Regions from separate parts of the Oryctolagus cuniculus genome. Here region 2 is linked to region 1. The links are chromatin contacts, called in public Micro-C maps. All regions are on one chromosome and are shown on one strand. The core of a region is the stretch at or near the end of the contact, and the rest is flanking DNA. Distances in the headings are between cores, read along the strand shown.

Region 1 (5,978 bases), core at 2,581-5,080:
CCTCATTGTCACATCATGTTGCCCAGCAGTTGTGCAGGCACTGACCTGCTGCTGTGTGGCTGAGCAGGAAGGCTTCCAGGGCTGTCCAAAGGTAGCCCTGTGACTTTAAGAGCCTGGTCATTTGGTTACATTTTGCTGGACGCTTTACATTAGAACGCCCGAGGCAGCGGGTGGCTGTACAGGAGAGGAGACATGGCACAGAGATGGGAATCCATTTCTTAGCTCTCATTTCAGAACTCGCCCTTGGTACCATGGACTCACAAGCTGTTTGTGCATTTATTGTCACTTGCTGGTTGTAGAGCTAACATGTCACAGTGGATCCCAGAGAGTAAATGGTGATGGGAGGGATTTTGATAGCCTTGTGATAAGCCAGATTAGATAAATCTGTTTTGTGTTTTCTCTTGATGAGGCCTAAATTGTATATTTTTGTTCCTGTGTCAGGTAAAGATTCATTTTCCAAATGTTGAAAAGAGAGACGTAAATGATCCGTCCGGGCATGCCTGCTATCTGGCCAGTGCTTGGCCTCCTCAGCTCGAGCATGGTTTTTTTTTTTTTTTTTTTTTTTTTTTTTTTTTTTTCTGACAGGCAGAGTGGACAGTGAGGGAGAGAGACAGAGAGAAAGGTCTTCCTTTGCCGTTGGTTCACCCTCCAGTGGCTGCTGTGATTGGCGCGCTGTGGCCGGCGCACCGCGCTGATCCGAAGGCAGGAGCCAGGTGCTTCTCCTGGTCTCCCATGGGGTGCAGGGCTCAAGCACTTGGGCCATCCTCCACTGTACTCCCTGGCCACAGCAGAGAGCTGGCGTGGAAGAGGGGCAACCGGGACAGAATCCGGCGCCCCGACCGGGACTAGAACTCGATGTGCCGGCGCCGCAGGCGGAGGATTAGTCTACTGAGCCACGGCGCCAGCCAGGATTTTTAAAATTTTAACTTCCCTCTCATTTCTTCTGTTCAAAAACTGTTTATCCAGCTAGTGTGGATAAAGGCTTACTGTATGCCAGTTACCAAACCCTCTTTATGTGTAATTCTGTCACACAAGAGCAAGGTCTTGATATTGGTTCAGCAATAGGTCGTTGGCAAGTGCCATCAAATGTGTTTTTATTAGCTTCAGGCATTTTTCTTTTTTGAAGATTTATTTTAATTGTTTGAAAGGCAGAGTTATAGAAAGAGAGAGAGAGAGAAAGAGAGAGAGAGGTGTCTTCCAACTGTCGGTTCACTCCAATTGTCCACAACAGACTGGGGTAGGGCAGGCCAAAGCTAGGAGCTAGGAATTCCATCTGGGTCTCCTGTGTGGGTGGCAGGGTCCACCTCTTGCCCATCGTTTTTGCCTCCCAGGCACATGAGCAGGAAACTGGATTGGAAGTGTGGAGTAGTTGGAACTCTAACTGGCACTCCTATGTGGGATGTAGGTGTCCAGAGTGGAGGCTTAACCCGCTGCACCACACGTCCGCCGCTCAGAGCTTCACTTTTGAGAGAGCCTTACCGAGACAGCAAATGCGATGCCCGGAGCAGCAGAGGGAGAAAGCCCTCTTTCTCTTTTGAGCACTGTCAACCCCCAGTCTGGTGAGGAGAGCCACATGCGAGATGGAGAAGGAGCCCCCCACCTGGCTCCTAAACTGTGGCCCCCGGGTAGGCGATAACACCCCCTCTATTCCCCGCCGCTCAAATGGATTTTAGCCCCACTCCAGTGAGATTCTAAAAGTGCTTCTCAAAAGCTTTTCTGAGGGTGGCCTCTGGCCCGCCAGTGAAAAGAGAGGTGTTCACCATCCAGAAATTCATGTCCATCATTGGATTTTATGCCTGGTGTTCCATAGACCAAGGGAGTCTTACTAGCAACTTCTCAGGGGTGTTATTAACAGTTCCTAAACTTAGCCTCAAGTTTGCCCAGTGTTCCGATGTGGCGCTCTGCTGTGCAGTCTGCCGTATGGTCTGGGCAGCCCTGGCTAGTTCTCTGTGTGCTCAGAGTTTTTAGGAAGGATGTTTTTGGGGCGTTTTCAAGTGTCTCAAGCTGGTTGTGGTTTTCAATTACTGCCATATCATGTATTAATTGGAAGTTTGTAGAATCACTGTTGTGTTTAAATTGGGTGGAAATTTTGTTCTTACACAATGATTACATTGTTGCCATTTTAATTACTGCTCAGTTTGTCTTGAGTTTCTTTGACTTAGCTTGTCTTGAGTTTCTTTGTTACATGCCAGGCTATTTTTCCTCTGGAAAGTAGGACTGGGTGGGGAAGTCGTATGAAACTGTGGTTGAGTACAGGCTCGAGGGAGCTCCACCTGGTTCAAACCCCAGCTCCATCACTTGCTAGCAGTGTAACCTTTGTTAATAAACTTGCTGGACTCCAGGAAGCAGAGGCAGTGGTAGTACTGCAAGGCTTGAAGATGGAATAGAATGATTCTTACAGACTTTAGTATAGTTCATGGCGCATGAAAATGTGGTTGATTGGCGGTGGGCAGTTATTTTTACTTTTGCTTGCTGTTAAAAAGCCATTGTTCTGAAAGTTGACCTTAGATTGTCTCCTCTTCCTTCCCTTCATGCCTGAATTTCAGTTGCTGTATCACAGCACCAGTGAGACCTGTGTCCTGGCTTCCTCAGACTGCATCCCCAACATTAGCCATTTATCTCATTTCCATCAACAGGAGAGGTTGGCCGTTTTGTTCTTTAAATGAAAGGTGTGACGAGACGGAAAGAAGAGTATGGTGGTGATGAAGATACAGAACTTTATCTGTATAGAATGCTCTGTGTAGGCCACAGAATTTGCATTCTCTGCTAAATATTTCATTATTATTATTCCACTTAATTTTCACAACTGCAAGAGGCAGGGAGTGTTAAAATCCCCATTTTAGAAGTCCCCCTTTTAGAAATAGCAAGAAATGGAAATCTGTGGATGTTAATTGATAAATATGTATAGCCAACACATAGTAAAACTGAACATAAACCCCAAGCAGGCATGTACTACACATCTGTCACCACTTACAGGGAAAACAATTAATAAACCAACCGAAGGAAGAAACAAAGACAAGTTTTAGCAATGGTGAATGCACAGAGAGCTGGGACGTGATTGTGTATGCAAGTGTAGAAGCAGACTGTGCAGTGCTTCAAGATGCTGCCCTGTGGCCCTGTCGGGTGCGTCTCCCTGTCGGTCGGTCAGGCCAGCAGCCCTGTGGTGCGGGTTCAGATAGCCCAGGCAAGTGACCCTGGGGAATCACAGATGCATTTGGTGAAGACAATACAGTCCCGGGGGGAGCAGAGTTGTAAATCTGCTTGCCTGTGAACTTGTATGGGTAACACCTTCGTTTGTGCACATTCTCATCCCAAGCAGGGTGTGGCCCCATGCTCATGCAGCTGTGTGTGAGAGGAGAGTTAGACGGTTTTGTCTCATTAGTGATTTGCTTATGTCTTTAACAATGGTAAGAAGAAGAAAGCGTGTCTGTGGTTTCTCAGTACAGCCAGGATAATGGTACTGAAGGTTACTCGTAGAAGCATTCCGGGAATCCTAGTGACTCTATTCTCTCCCCATTCTCTAGGGACACAGGGATTGACTTGGCTCGGCGGTGAGCAGAATTTATTGCAAAATCACATCTTAGCGCAGAGGAAGCGTATGAAGGCTTTCCTCACTCTCCTTTGATTTATTAAATTGTACTCGCGTTGTAGCTTCTGGGTAAGGACTCAGAGAATTGCGGTGTCCTGTGATTTGTATTAAAGACCTACTTTCCTGTCCCAGTGTTTATCTTCAGGCTCTAGCCCTGCGGTTCAGAGAATATGGAGTGTTACTTCTGCGCTAGGTGCCAGCTGCTTACATGGGTTAGTGGCAGCCGCTGCAGGCAGCCGTCAGAAGGCCGTTCCCAGTTTCATTTTCTCTCTGACTCAGGGCAAGCTCGGTCTTCCGTGACTCACCTGCCCTTGCTGCCCACAGCACCTCGTCACCTCTATCGTCATCGTCATCACAGTGTCTTCGTTATCGTGGTTAGTGGTTAAGAGTTTGGGCTCTGAAGGTAGAATGTGGGAGTTGCTGTCTGGCCTCAAACTGTTTCCAGCTGTCTAACCTTGGGCAAGTGGCCCAGCTTGTGTAATGCCTTGGTTTTACTGCCTGTATGATGGGAATACTTAGGTGGGCTGAGGACCGAACAAGACAATGTCTATAGAATGCTTGGCAGGGGGTCTTGACAGATAGCAGGGCTTTTTCATCATTATTAATAAATTATTATTACTGCATGGTTATTCTTTAATGTCCCACAGATGGACACTGATAAGATAAACACACGTAATCTCTGTTTTCTAGAAGCATGTAATTGAGTATTCACTGGTGTGGACATTTAACAAATCTCCGTGTTCAATATTCAGCAGCCACTGGAGCATAGCTACCTCCAAATATAAAAAGCTAGATGCCTGAGAGGCTTTCATGTGGCCAGGTCTTAGCTAAGCACGACAGATACACTTAAAAAAAATATTGATTTATTTGAAAAGTGGAATGTTGGAGGGAGGGGGAGAGAGAGAGAGAGAGGGAGGGAGGGAGGGAGGGAGAGGGAGGGAGGCAGGCAGGGGTGGGGGGAGAGAAAGATGAGAATACCTTCCATCTGTTTGGTTCACTCTGTAAATGGTTGCAACAGCTGGGCCAGGCTGAAGCCAAGAGTCAGGAACTGCATCTGGGGGCCAAGCACTTGGGCCATTCTCCTCTGCCTTCCCAGGCACATTAGCAAGGACCTTGGTCAGAAGTGTAGCAGGTATGCTAGCACTAGCACACTTGTACTGACACTCCAATATGGGATGCCAGTGTCACAGTGGCTTCACCCATTGCCTCCCAAAGCCAGCCCAGGAAAGATGGACTTCAAGTTATTTTGGTGAGAAAAACAACTGTTTCAGTCTCTTTAGGAGCCCTGGTTAGGCATTGTTGAGAGGCTCTGGCCCCTTGAGTTGATACTGGGCAGTTGGGTTCCTGCCATTAAGACAGAGACTCTGGCGAGGCCCACCTGGAAGTGGAGGAGCCTGACTTACTCTGCCAGTTGTAAGACAAAGCCACACTATTTCAGCACACTGCTCCTCTCCCTGGCCTCGGTCTGCAGCTCTGGGCACCTGGGAGTGGAAGTAGCTCTCAGAGCAGGCTGACCACTTCTAGAGAGTGATTTGTGTGCCCTTGGCCAGTGTAGAAGGTCTCAGGAGCATCACAGTGGAGCAGCTGGTAACCGTGTGTGGTGGCCATGGCAGGGGAAGGCAAAGCAGGATCAGAACTTCGCTCTGGAGGCACAGAAGAGTAACACACCATCAGCAGTCCGAACCCTTGGGTAAACTCTACGGTCTCACACCTGTATCTGTAAGTGGACACGCCACTAGACCAATCTGTATGTTGCCTGCAAGGGTTAGATGTCAGGTGTGGCACTCAGTATGCAAACTCACCCACCTGTGCTGTTCCCTCGCCGTTATCTGGCCTCTGCAGTACCGAGGCTGCTGCCCTACCCGGGACCATCCTGATAGGCTGTGTAATCAGGCAGTGCTGGCACACACGGTTTGTTAGCCTCATTTAAAAACTCATTCTCCAGGGCTCATTTACCCAAACCAGACAGAGATAGATGGCCAGGCCTCGGAGGATCGGGCACCACGTGTTCCTGGTCCGTGGGCTTGTTGATCGCTGCTCTGCAGTTGGGGAATGTTTGGGTGTTCCCGGCAGGGGTCTCCTGAGACCCAGGGAACCTTGAAGGAAAGTAGTTTGGCATAAACTCACCTCCTGATTAAGGAGGACTGGAAGCCCTGCGTTTTGCTCTTCCTTCTGGGTTTCTGCCATCTGCAAAGAGGAGCCAGTTTCTCTCGGATGGAATGTTTGACTGCAGGGGCAGGCACACGTGAGGCATGTGCATCTCATAACAGAATGCCTGGCTTTAGTCTCAGCTCCACTCCCGATTCCAGCTTCCGGAAAATGTGCACCCTGGGAGGCAGCTGATGGTGTCTCAAGTGTTTGGGTCCCTGCCACCCCCATGGGAGACCTG
Region 2 (5,978 bases), core at 1,609-4,108, 370 kb after region 1:
AAAAGACACAATCACTGTACTACACATTTTAATATTTTCCTTCACACTTAAAATTATACAATTTAGCTTTTGTCTGAATTCAGGATGAAGGTATGAGGCACAGAAAGTTACCCCTACCAACACCTACATTTAAACACAGAACTTTTTTTTCTGATGACGCCATTTCTTTTGAGATCTGACTGAATCGTCAATATACTTACAAAAGACTGAAGAAAAAGGAGGGAGAGAAAGCAATCAGAGGACAGCTGAGAATTAAAGCTTAACACTTCCGGCTGCCAGTCATCTACTTGAGATGGCAGAAATGCAGAGATCTCAAAGCAGAATTCTGCAGGATGCTGCCGCCAATTCCCTTCTTCAAGAGACTCAGCACACACCACCGGGCAGGAGCCCTGCTGGCCACAGCCACAGCTCACACTAGGGTCTCGTATACACCGTTCACTGCACTGCTTTAACAATCTCAACACACAAGTTCCTCTAAGAACACTGAGCTGCAAGAACAGGGCTCACAGTTGGCAACTGTAATAATCTGTAACCCTTTAATCTCCACACACATGCAAATACTATAGCACAACTTTTGATTATGTAAGCACTTAGCATACTTTTAATTGTACACTCTGAAGCAGCCAAGGGTACATAGTAAATTCATTATATTTCCTGAAATTTATATAATTTTTAAACATCTATTAAAGGGGGGTATTAAGTTTTTAAATAAAATCTTCAACCACTGTCCAAACGGATAACAAACAGCACCTTAAAAAAAAAAAAAAAAAACAAATGGTTCTGTACTGATAAACCTTTTAGTTATCTACCATGCCTACTTTCAAAAGGCCACTTCAACTTACACATACGAAAAAGCCCCTGAATCTCTGGAGAACAAATACAAATAGGTGAACACTTACAGCCATCAATCGATCTCAAGTGCACCACTCTTAAGAAACAGAAAATCCTCCGACTCACCTTGAATAGCCGTTGGAAAACACCGACCGGCCAGGGAAGTTCATAGTCCCCAGGGAAGTCAAGTTGTCATCTCCAGACCCTTGGCAGCGATTCCAATTTTCTGAACCAACAGGAATTGGCGGAATGACATTAAAAAGAGGCTTCTGCTCCTGCTGCTGTGCGTTCATGTCATAGTGGTACATCTGTCCTCCGGAGGTACTCACGCCATGAACAGAAATGGCAGATATTTTATTACCAATTATATTTGCCCCAGAAAAGCTTGCCTGACAGTACACTGGGCCCAGTTTCTCTTGCTTAATTACCCCAGGGGTGCAGAGTTCGATGAAATCTTCCTTCTCGGTTTTCACTTGGGGCAGTGGTACATTGTTGGAGTTTGATAAGATCAGATCTCCATTATCCTTAATTTTAGGTTTCGTGTCCGGTAAAATAAGAGGCTTACAGTCCTCGCTCGAATTCCCTTCCAAAAGGAATGGATCATCTTCTCCCGCCAAAGGAGAAAGCAGACAGTTCTCGTCCACCAACAGGTCTGACCTCCAAGGGCTCTCGCTCCTGTCTTTACTTGGGGACCCAGAAGAAAACTCCAAATCCTGCAAAATGTCAAAGGTGCTTTGGTCTGTGGGGTGCAACTTGGCACTGCCGGCGCTGCTGCCAGTCTGGCCCTTCGGATTCTGCCGTTCGGAGGCCAGGTCAGAGTGAGTTTTTGGAAACCCCTCTGTGGGGGCGGCAGACCCAGCAGCAGGCGCTGTGCTCCTGGGGTTGTCTGCAGCACTAGCCGACCTGTTGAGGCTCGCGATGCTTTCTTCCAGAAGCCGGAAGTCCGTTTCCCCAGAGGAAAGGCTGGTTTGGCCCTGCTGCGGGAAAGCCAGGTCACTGCCCATCACTTTGGTTTCTGTCTCGCCCATATACAATCCCATCGAGAGTGACACTGCTCTGGACAGATCCGGCTGCTGGGCATTGCTGGCTGAGCCTTTCGGAAAGTCCACCGCGAGTCTCTGCTGCTTGGAGTCCGGCTGCGCAGCAGGAGCCAGTGAGGGAGAAGATGCAGGCACCCTCACAGGAGCTCCTCCCCTTAGGGTTTTGTACAAGTCCATCACATTCCCGCGCTCCGCCGGCCTGAGCACACTGCTGGGGACCTCCTCTCTACCCGGGGGACTTAATGATTCTTTGGAGTCCATCAGTGAATATTAGCTACAAAAAAAAAAAAAAAAAAAAAAAAGGGTGGGGTGGGGTGGGGGTTGGGACATGGTAAGCTATAACCTCACATTGTCTCCGCGATCCGATTAGTAACAGCTTGTTAAATGAACCTTTTAGTTAACTCTGGAACAAATTCTTCGTTACCAGCAGAGAAGTTTCTACCCCGCAGAACAGAAAGCCCCGTCCCTGCTCCCACTCAGTGCACCCCATTCCAAAGTGCAGTGCAGTCCACCGCACAGGCAAGGGCAGAATTGAATGGGACGAAGCTGGGCTATTCAGCCTGCCACTCCCTGAACGTGCTGCCTTGCGCATCGCCGACATTCTAACTCACTACAGCTGAGTATTCTGAAGGTTCAGATTGATGTCAAAGTATTTCATTTAAACAGTGTGTTCCCATCAAAATTCCTCTCCTCTCAATCAAGGTGGTTTGCTTTTCTGAGCACCAACACAGCTAACATTTGGTGAACACTAAGCTCGAATTCTCTAGCCCCTAATTTCCCCCAAATTCAACCTCCCCTACCAGCTACTCACAGCTCCAGCCCTTTTCAGTACAATCTACTGGTGAACCAGGCACGTTTTATTAAAAAACAAACAACGCTGACGTGCTCCTTATCGTCTACGGGCTGGCAAAAAGCTCCTATTTTTAAATGCGTATTCCTGACCTGCTACATCTAATAGTGCCCACCTCCACATTTTAAATATATAAAATGAGGTAAGTTGTATACGGGCCAACTAAAACTTAAGATTTAAAAAAAAGCTCAACAAAATGTGTTGTAGCTTCCCACGACACTGTAGTTTATAGTTATCTGGTCCTTATAACTTCCCAACATCTAGATGAAACCTTATCGTTTTTTTTAAAAAAAATTTGCTTAAGACCCTCAGTACGAACCCCGATTTCTTCTCTCAAGAGTCCGCCTTTCCAAACACCGAGAAACAGAAGAGCGCAGAGCTGCAGGATCACGCCGGACCCCAGGAGCGGCAGTCCCCAGGCAGGGGCGCAGCCAGACCGGCGCGCAGTCCGTGCTCGGGACGCCAGGGCTGCCCCGAGCGCTCCGGGGACACGGCGGGCCAATCCCGTGCAACCCAAGAAAACTTTTTCCCCGCACGCGGACGTCAGCGCGGATGCAGAGCTGGGTGGGGGCCCGCACACCTCCCGCGGGCCGCGGCTTCCCCGCCCGCCCGCCTTCCTCGGGCAGCGATCTCCCAACACCGCGCGCCGATCGCAGCCTAATGAATTTCCCCGCCGCTTCCCTGACAGCTGCCTTCCAACCCGAAACCAAAACAATACCTCAGGCGGCGAAACGCCCCCTCCAGCGAGACCCGAACCCCCCGCGCGAAGACCGCAAACAGCCCCGCCACGCTCCGGGGGCCCGCGCGAACCACGCCGAGGGGGCGTCTCTCGCCGGGGGCTGCGGAGCCCCCCGCGCCGAGCCAGCACTTGCCACAAACCGCAGCACCCACCTCGGCCCGGGCGGGGAGGGTCTCTCTTCCCACAGGGGGCCCCCGCGCCGCGGCGCGAGCCGAGCGCGACGCGTCCAGACCTGTTGCGTGCTCCCCGACACGCCCACTCGCTCCGATAACACCAGCCCGGCCGAAGTCTCGGCGGTTGCGGGCGCGCTCGCCCTCGCCCCCGCGCGCTCAGCCCCGCACGCCCGCCACAAACGCTGCGCACCGGGACCGGAGGGGAAACCTGCGGGCGAGGAGAACCCGCGGGCGAGCAGAGCCCAAGCGCGGCTCGGCGCTCACCTCAACAAAAATTTTTTTAAATAAATAAATAAATAAATAAAAAACACACAAAACCGGGGTGTCGAGGCGGCCCCTTTGGGGGGAAAAGCCAACGAGACTGGGGTGCGGGGGAGGAGAAGGGGCACGAAAAAAGGCCGGGATTCCCGCCGGGGAGCCACCGGCTTGTCAACCCTAGGCCGCTCGAGGAGGCTCCCCTCGCTGCCACCGCTCCGGTTCCTCCCCCTCGGCCCGGCCGGGCGACGGCGACGGAGGGAGAGGAAGAGGCCAGCGCTGTCACCCGCGCGCTGCCCTTTCGTCACCGTCGCCTGGCCCTCGCCAGCCCCCACCCCCGCTGCCCGGGCTAATAAAAGTTTGCGGGCGCCCGCGGCGGCCCCCGGACTCGGGCCCGGGTCCGCGGCGGGTGGCACCTCGGGGAGCGAGCGCTCGCGCCGCCCCAGCCCCCACCCCGGCCGCCCGGCCGCCCGCTTCTTACCTCGGGCAGCGGCGCCGCTCTCCCGCCGCCGATCGCAGCTCCCGCCGCAGCCCAGATAAACAACTTAGCGTGTGAAAGCCGGAGGAGCAGGAGCAATTTGTGTGTTTTTTTTTTCTTCTAAAAAATGCAAGTAAACAGCCGCCCCCTTCTCCATAGGGGGAGGGGAGGGGAGAGCCCCTATTTGAGAAAGTCTCCCATTTCCCCTCGCTGACAGGCCGGCTGCCCGCCCCGCTCCGGGCTCCGCGGCTCCGAGCCCCCGCGCGCGCGCGCGCGCGTGCCCCCAGTCCCCGGCGCCCCGCCGCGGCGGCCGCTCCGGCGGCGGCGTCTCGTCGCTCCCACTTAGAAACCGTCCCCGACGGGCGGGCGGTGACTCGGGCTCCAGTCACAGATTCGAGCTCGCAAAATGGAGGAGGAGGAGGAGGAGGAGGAGGAGGAGGAGTGGGAGGAGGAGGGGAGGGAGCGCGGACTCGCGAAGGGCCGCCCGGCCGCGGCGGGCGAGCGGGACCGAGCGGGGGGCGGGCGGAGGCGGCGCCACAGCGCGCACACACTCGCACACACGCGCTCCCACTCCGCCCCCGGCCGCTCCCCGCCCGAGGGGCCGCGCGGCCGCCGCGGGGAACGGTGCAACCTGTTGGCGACGCTCGGCAACTGCAGGGGCGCCCGCAGCTCCCGCCCCCACGCCCCGCCGCCCGGCCCGACGGCGCCTGCACGCCCGCGGCCCCCCGCATGACCCCGCGAGAGCGGCCCGCGCCACCCGGAGCCTTGCGGGCTTCTCGGCGCCCCCACCCAGGAAGAAGTGCAGCGGCGGCGGCGGCGGCCGACCTGATCTCTGCCGGGCGGGCTGAGGGGGGAAACCGAGTTCCTCTAGTTTCTCTTCTCGCTGCCTGCCGCCCGCCCCCGCGCAGCGCCGCGCCTCCGGACCCACTCGTGGAGCTCGTCCCCGTCCCCGGGCGGCCAGCGCCCCTGCGGGTGACAGCGGCGGTCGGGGAGGGCCAGGGCGCGGCCCGCAGCGGGGCCGCGGGGAGCGCCGCTCGCCGCCCCCGGCCGGGGTGGGCAAAGTCTGTCACTTGGAGAGGGGCTCCGAGGCTGCGCGGGAACCGTGCCGCAGCGTCTCGGCCGCGCTCGGGGCCGGGGGGCCGGACACACCCTCCGGGAGGCTGTGGACAGCGGAGGGGAGGGCAGAGGGGCTCAGTGCATACGTACTCTGGGCCCGGGGGTGTCGCGTGGCTGCGGGTGTCCCACCCCCGCATCGTCCGGGCGGCACGGTCTGCAGCCGCCGCGCTCTCGCACCGGGAGAGAAGTTGCAAAGCAGAACCCACCCTCCCCCGCGCCCCGGCCGTCCCCCACCCTCCTCCCGGAGTCTGCGAGGCGGCGGCGGCGGCGGCGGCGGCGGCAGAAGGAGGCGCCGCCTGCCAAGTTCAACCCCCAGCCCTCCCTCCGGGCCTCCCTCCCGGCGCGCTCACACTCGAAGGAAGTTGCACGCCAAATGCAAAACCTCCGGCGAGCTGGGTTTCTCTCTGCACTTTTTAAAAAATCATGATGAAGAAAAAAAAAAAAAGCAGGGAGTGGCAGACCCAAAAAAGCAAGTCGCAACCCAAACAGCAAGTTG

The links. Hi-C and Micro-C count contacts between places; a contact is called where the count stands out from the background.
Region 2: a Micro-C map of ear pinna shows a contact between it and region 1, with 4 times the contacts expected there. The contact joins the promoter of LOC127490646 here to the enhancer-like site in region 1. A contact is called at or near these places in 4 of 6 Hi-C or Micro-C datasets (ear pinna, psoas muscle, skin fibroblasts and 1 more).

What each region holds. Positions count from the first base shown.
Region 1 is chr6:30,469,856-30,475,833 of mOryCun1.1, forward strand. The region is part of intron 11 of ARHGAP26 (Rho GTPase activating protein 26); the gene reads left to right. Among named protein-coding and RNA genes, the nearest start is that of ARHGAP26, 230 kb to the left of the region's middle. Within about 2 kb of position 3,831, at least 1 of the 8 cell types and tissues checked has an H3K27ac peak or open chromatin away from gene starts, as enhancers often do. A contact at or near this core is called in ear pinna, where this site is marked.
Region 2 is chr6:30,841,830-30,847,807 of mOryCun1.1, forward strand. LOC127490646 (collagen, type I, alpha 1b-like) reads left to right here and starts at 2,859. Exons shown (of 4, transcript XM_070075913.1): 1 at 2,859-2,863; 2 at 3,060-3,864; 3 at 4,073-4,438; 4 at 4,526-5,899. The coding sequence starts at 2,859. The coding sequence ends at 5,899. It overlaps NR3C1 (nuclear receptor subfamily 3 group C member 1), which reads right to left and starts at 2,132. Exons shown (of 8, transcript NM_001082147.1): 1 at 958-2,132. The coding sequence starts at 2,132.